Linked DNA regions of Sus scrofa: region 2 is linked to region 1. Evidence: chromatin contacts called from public HiChIP or PLAC-seq data. All regions are on one chromosome and are shown on one strand. The core of a region is the stretch at or near the end of the contact, and the rest is flanking DNA. Distances in the headings are between cores, read along the strand shown. Region 1 overlaps CHD9 (chromodomain-helicase-DNA-binding protein 9). Region 2 overlaps CHD9 (chromodomain-helicase-DNA-binding protein 9).

Region 1 (3,143 bases), core at 335-2,834:
TTATTATTCAGGACTAAATTAGTTACTGCATTTAAAATGCTCAGAATAGTGCTGTCACCTAATAAGCACTTGGTAAGTGCTAGCCCTTATTAGTGGTTATTGTGACTTTTACATAGATGAGCTCTCAGGTCAGTAAGAAACTTTGCTTGCATTAGTGGTCCTACACCTTTAATTTCCTCTCCTGCTATGTAGATTGGTCTTTCTAAGACTGTTCATATAATGCTGCTCCATTTTGAGGTCTCTGATGCCTAAAAGAAAACAGAACTGAAAAAGTTTAACAGAGATATCAGATGACTTGCCAAGACCAATTGAAAAAAATGATATTAATGAAAGCAATAAACTTGAATTTTGAAGCAGTGAAAATTTTTAGGTATTTAAGGTCATCTCATGCTTAAACAGTCTCAGTATTTTGTATATGAAAAGTGATATTAATGATCAAATTCAAGAGGACTTGCTACTTATTTATTTTTAACAAGGGACTAAAACTAAAACTTTATCTGAAAAACTTAATTCAATTGAATTAGAATGTGAAGAGTAAACATCAGGAATTTTTTAAATGAATTTTCTTAGGAAAACAAGTGTATTTATCCAGATTTAAATAAAGAAAAAAAATTAAGTATAGTTTGTTACTCTTCATAGACAGGTCTCATGTGTTCATGTCAAAGTCCTAAGCTGCTTTTTAGAATTTAAACGAAAATACCTTCATTTCTTTTTTAAAAAAATAACGTTGTTAGCTTTTTGTTGCAATAATGAGACCTTATCTAATTTCTTAAAGAGAAGTCACTTGTTATGTGTTCATTTGCATGACCTCCTCTTTAACCCTTTGTTGGTCTTGAGCTGTATTTCTACTTTAAGTATGTTAGAGTGGCATGGAGGAAAGTGTTTTTCTCTGGTAAAAATTGCATTTGATTTTGTCTTTTTAATAGCTACATAAAGCTGTTTCACTGCAGTTTTCATTTTCGGATGATTTTTTGTTTAAATCAGGTTTTTACGTATATTTTTTAAACTTTACTACAGGAAATGGTAGAGTGAGAGTTAATTTGTTACACGGAGGGAAGAACAGTCCATTGGGGGTTAAATTGCAGAGTCTAATGGAATAATAACTGGTAGCACCATCTGCTGGCCTACTTCCGCAGAAGGAGTCAGTATTTTTAACGACATCTCTAATATTCATGCTGATGCATTTTGATGCTTTGTGCATTCATTTCTTTCTGTGCTTTGTTGGAATCTGGCTATCTGCTTACAGCTATTGAGGAAACTCAGCTTTTTAGGAGGGGTTTATGGCCTTTTTCATATCTAAATAGGATGAACAGTGGATATAAACTTGCCAAGGCAGAAATGTGTTGATAAATCACAATGTGTATTTGTGGAGGGTTGTGCATCTCTTGGTTGCAGCTTGCTAAATAGGCCATTTAGGAATCTTCTTTCAATGCTTTTTTCTTGAGCACTGCCTGGGGTGGTGAAAAAGCAGAGGGCAAGCCTTTGTCTGACGCCAAAAATGTCTTCAGTGAAGAGGCCAAGAGGAAGGGTAAGTGAAAGCCTGAATGAGTGGGAGGAGGAGGGGTTCTTTGGGCTAAAAGGCTAATGGGATTGAATAACCTTCCTTATTACTGGCTGCTGCTGCGGGAGTCGTACTGCATCGCCATCTTGAGCTTGTTGCTGTTTTCTCGCGTCTTGGTTATTTGTTATAGCCTGTAGGCCTTAAGGTGGCATTTTAGTGAGCGATTCTAAACCCTCCTTCCTTTCCCAGTGCTGCAGCACTGCTATGAAACCTTTGATGAGGCAGGTATAGAAAAGATATCCAGTGAAGCACACTGGAATCAGCATGAAAATGTGTTTGGAAATTCCTGGTGTTTTTTTCCCTTGCTGTAGTCAGAGGCATGTTTACGGGTAAGAGCATAACAAAACTGTGATCTAAGAATATGTTGATGAATGCGTGTTTTAAGAGGTTATTCTTTTAAAAATGCTGTTGGTATGCTTTCTGTGATATTGCTAAAATATTAATAATTTTAATGTGAAAACTATAAACTTGGTGGGTTTTTTTTCTCAGAATTGCTTGAGCAAAATATTGTAATACAGAAAGAGGAAAAAATTCTCATTTAACTCTTTCACAGAAAAACTAAAACTTTCTCTAATTTTAAGTATGGGAATGTGTTTACTAACTAGCTGTGTTGCCGCATAGATTGCACATTGCAATGATTTGAATGATTTCAGGTTCTAGTTCCAGTTTCTTACAAAGCAGAGAGGCTTTGTTTTTCTAAAAATCATAACAAACTGTAGGGAGTAGTCATTCTGAGTTACAATTACTATTTAAAAATTATTAATAATTTTCAGAGTTCCGGAGTGAAGAGGAAAGAAAAGACTTTTATTTATTCCAAAAGCCCAGAATATTTACATGATTACATTTGAATTAGCTCTATTTATAGGACAAAATTTGAATCAGCTAATTAAGAATGCTATGAAAATATCAGTGAATCCATATTATCTTTCTTTTAACCTTCATTTTTAAAAGCAGTAGTTGAGCTTTTTATTTTATACCTACACTAATTTCTAGATCAGCAAAATGTTTAATTTTAATTCTGTAACACTCATATTTTACTTCTTTAAGCTTAATTCTGATTTTTTCGTTATTTCTGTTAATTGTGTTTAAATGTACCTTGGTATATTATGTAAAAATTGTTTTGATTTCTCTAGCCTCCATCTTCCAAGAAGAGTGATGGTTCTGGGACATATACTAAGTTGCAGAATTCCCAGGTGAGGATCATGTCCGAGAAGAAGCAGAGAAAAAAGGTGGAATCAGAAAGCAAGCAAGAAAAGGCTAATCGTATAATATCAGAAGCCATAGCAAAAGCAAAGGAGCGTGGGGAACGCAATATTCCACGAGTAATGAGCCCTGAAAACTTTCCTAGTGCTTCAGTTGAAGGAAAAGAGGAAAAGAAAGGTAGAAGGATGAAATCCAAGCCAAAAGACAAAGAGAGCAAAAAACCAAAACCTTGTTCTAAGTTAAAAGAGAAGACGAAAATTGGGTAAGTTGTTTAAGAATTAAATCTCATTCCTTTGAATATTTTGTAAGTGTGCAGTCTGTCTAATCTTTTACTTTTGATTTGCATGTGATATGTTTACTCCCACTTTGGAGTTTTAAG
Region 2 (3,143 bases), core at 185-2,684, 120 kb before region 1:
TCTGTCGCGCCAGGAAGCGTAGTAAATACCGTGACTCTCTGCAAATGCACACAGCCCCAACAGCTTTTTCCAGTCTGGAAAAATGAAGAGATGTGTCTGTGTGAAACCAGCCAAGTCTCCACCCCTCCTCCCTTTCCACCGCTCCACCCCCACCTCCTGGCAAGGCCTCCCACCCTGGCCCAGACATTCAGTCATCAGCTTTCATCCTTTGTGACTTGCTTTGCCCCAGGAAATAACATTGCCCAGGCTCTGGGGAGATACACCAGCCTCTCCCAGGCATCTTTGAGAGATGTCTGTCTGGTTGCGTCTTGCCAGTCATCTCCGACCTGGGCTGAGTTTGGCTCACAGCAGAATTGTGCAGGGAAGGAGGGTGGGGCTGGTGTCTCCTTTTCCCCTGCTCACTCCCTGCTTTCTCTGCCCTCCTCCACCTTCCCCCATTTTGCTTTGAAAGAACTTTTATCCCACCCCTGCTTCCATGAGACAGTGTTTAGAGGGAAGGCTTGCAATAGGTGAGGGTTTAAAAGCAGTCACTTTGGGAAGTTCCCGTTGTGGCTCAGCAGTAATGAATCCGACTAGGATCCATGAGGTTGGGAGTTTGATCCCTGGCCTGGCCTCGCTCAGGGGGTTAAGGACCTGGGGTTGCCCTGAGCTGCAGTGTAGGTCACAATTGAGGCTCAGATCCCGCGCTGCTGTGGCTGTGGTGTAGGCCGGCAGCTGTAGGACCCCTAGCCTGGGAACGTCCGTGTGTCGCAGGTGCGACCCTAAAAAGAAAAAAAAAAAAAAGGCGACACTCTGCCTAGCTTGCCAGGTGAATGTGTGTGTGTGTGTGTGTGTGTGTGTGTGTGTGTGTGTGTGTGTGAGAGAGAGAGAGAGAGAGAGAGAGGACAAAAGTATGAAGATTCTCTGCCTCTGTTGTAAATTGGAGTTTAAAAGTCCATTTGGGGAGTTCCATGGTGGCTCATTGGGTTAAGGATCCGGTATTGTCACTGTTCTGGCTCAGGTTACTGCTGTGGCTTTACCCTTAGTGTTTGTGTCCTTCTTCACAAGAGGGGAGTATATTCAAGTGTCCCCTGAACACTTAGTTCTCTGCCCTATATTCCGAGCACCCTAAGGACTGGAGAGCATTTTTGGTGCCTTTAACTCAGCAGTTTAAATCTGAGAACAAAGATTTCTAAGGGTGGCTTATGGCTAGGGCCACACTGGTCCCCTGCTTGGCTTCAGAACTCCCCTGAACCCTTCCCTGGGATGGAACTCGCCTTTGCTCAAACAGCACATGTTCATATCAAGCTAGGGGAATCCGATCTCACATCTCTGCCTCCAACCCTCACCTCCCCTTTTCCTTGTCTAGTTGCGACTCCTCCTTCAGATCTCAGCCTAGACCTCACTTCTTCTAGAAAACGTACCCTGCTCCTCCCCTCTGCCTCTCAGGTCACGCTTCCTCCTGCCTGCCCTCTCCATGTCCACTTCCCCTATCTGAGGGCCCGCCCCACTAAATGACAGCTTTCCATTCCCTTGTCTGCCTCCCTCTTAAACTGGGGGCCCCCTGAGGACCAGGGATGTGTCTTTCTTGTTCATCAGTGTAATCGCAGTGCATATGACAGCAACAGACACTGAGAAGGTGCTCAATAAATGTATATTCTCAGTATGACTAGCAACAGTGTACTGGCGAGATGAGAAAGAGCGCGAGCCAGGAGTCATGATGGTTGGAGCCGGGAGTCCTGACGGTTCTCTTCGGAGGGTATTGTATTTACTGAAGTATGGGAACAACACTTCTAACAAAATGGCTTGCATACAAACTGAGCATGCAGATACACACACACACACACACACACACACACACACACACACACACACACACTCAGTGGTTCATGCACACACCCTGCTGCAGGCAATTGCTTGTGCACTGTACTTTCCCTTGCTCTGAAACCTCTCCTCTTCTCATCTCCTCCCACTCATCTTTCTCATTCCCTGTGTGTAGGGAATTGCAAGAGTAAAAGAATCTAACTAGCAGAGTTAAAGGCAATGCCAGGGAGAGAAGTCCATGCTCACCTCTTTGCCTGAAACCTTTTCAGGTCTCTCTCTGCCTTCCAGGGAAGGCATCATCCCATTGCGAGGAGATGCTGCTTACCTTACAAATCAGGAAGAAACCTGAACTTAAAAAACAAAACAAAACAAAACAAAGCTTCGTGCATGGTTCTGCCAACTATTCAGAGTCCTCCCAAGTGTGTCTTTGGGCAAATAGCTCCCAACTCTGTGCTTCTTCTCTCTCACAGAGATGAGAAGCAGAAGCTGTCCTCGAAATGCAATGGGATTTTGGGGGGGGGGCGGGGGCGTGGAGGAGAGCTCCTTTAATACACGCAGTCACTGGTCATGGTTTTGTTGAGCCGGAGAGAAAGGAAGGTGTCACCTGTATCTTCCGTGGGCAGATGAATTCTAAGTTGTCCTGAAGATTGACTTGAATGTGGTCAGAGACTGAAGTATCTGCTTGCCTCGTTGCCTCCAGTTCTGAGCTACCATGGAGAGGAGCAGAACTTCTGAAGGGGGTAGGAGGGTTGTTGGTAAGAACTCCACTGGCAGCAGATTCAGTGTGATAAAATGACAGAAGCCTCCAAGTGTTTTTCTTTTGTTGTTGTTGTTTTTTAACCCGAAGCACATGGAGGTTCCCAGGCTAGGGGTCTAATTGGAGCTGTAGCCGCTGGCCTACACCACAGCCACAGCAACATCAGTTCCAAGCCGCATCTGCAACCTACACCACAGCTCACAACATCCTTAACCCACTGAGTGAGGCCAGGGGTTGAACCTGCATCCTCAAGGATGCTAGTCAGATTCACTTCCATTGAGCCATAATGGGAACTCCTCCAGGTGTTTTATGAGCCCAGGAACAGCAGTCAGCGCTCCTTCTTCCTGTGCCCAGTGAAGCCATTTGCCCCATGGCTTCACCTGCTCTCCTCTTGCCTTCTTCTCCCAGAGCTGCCTACCACGCTCCAGGTGTAGAGGACCTGGTTCCTAGGTCAGGGCTGCAAACTGGGGCTGCTCAGGGGAAGCACCAGACAGATCTTATTTAGCTCATCATGTCAGCCCTTGCAATATTTTTCATCAAAATCAGTTTCCAAATGAGGAGACTTCATGGGAAATCCAGACCT

The links. HiChIP or PLAC-seq counts read pairs in DNA pulled down with a chosen protein or histone mark.
Region 2: an H3K27ac HiChIP or PLAC-seq map of alveolar macrophages shows a contact between it and region 1. The contact joins two enhancer-like sites. A contact is called at or near these places in 2 of 47 Hi-C or Micro-C datasets (embryonic fibroblasts and psoas muscle) and 2 of 2 datasets of contacts at active chromatin or transcription factors (alveolar macrophages and skeletal muscle).

What each region holds. Positions count from the first base shown.
Region 1 is chr6:31,932,147-31,935,289 of Sscrofa11.1, reverse strand. CHD9 (chromodomain-helicase-DNA-binding protein 9) reads left to right here. Exons shown (of 40, transcript XM_021094174.1): 3 at 2,695-3,026. Among named protein-coding and RNA genes, the nearest start is that of RBL2, 130 kb to the right of the region's middle. Within about 2 kb of position 1,584, at least 66 of the 83 cell types and tissues checked have an H3K27ac peak or open chromatin away from gene starts, as enhancers often do. A contact at or near this core is called in alveolar macrophages and skeletal muscle, where this site is marked.
Region 2 is chr6:32,051,397-32,054,539 of Sscrofa11.1, reverse strand. All of the region lies in intron 1 of CHD9 (chromodomain-helicase-DNA-binding protein 9), which reads left to right. Among named protein-coding and RNA genes, the nearest start is that of CHD9, 19 kb to the left of the region's middle. Within about 2 kb of position 1,434, at least 33 of the 83 cell types and tissues checked have an H3K27ac peak or open chromatin away from gene starts, as enhancers often do. A contact at or near this core is called in alveolar macrophages and skeletal muscle, where this site is marked.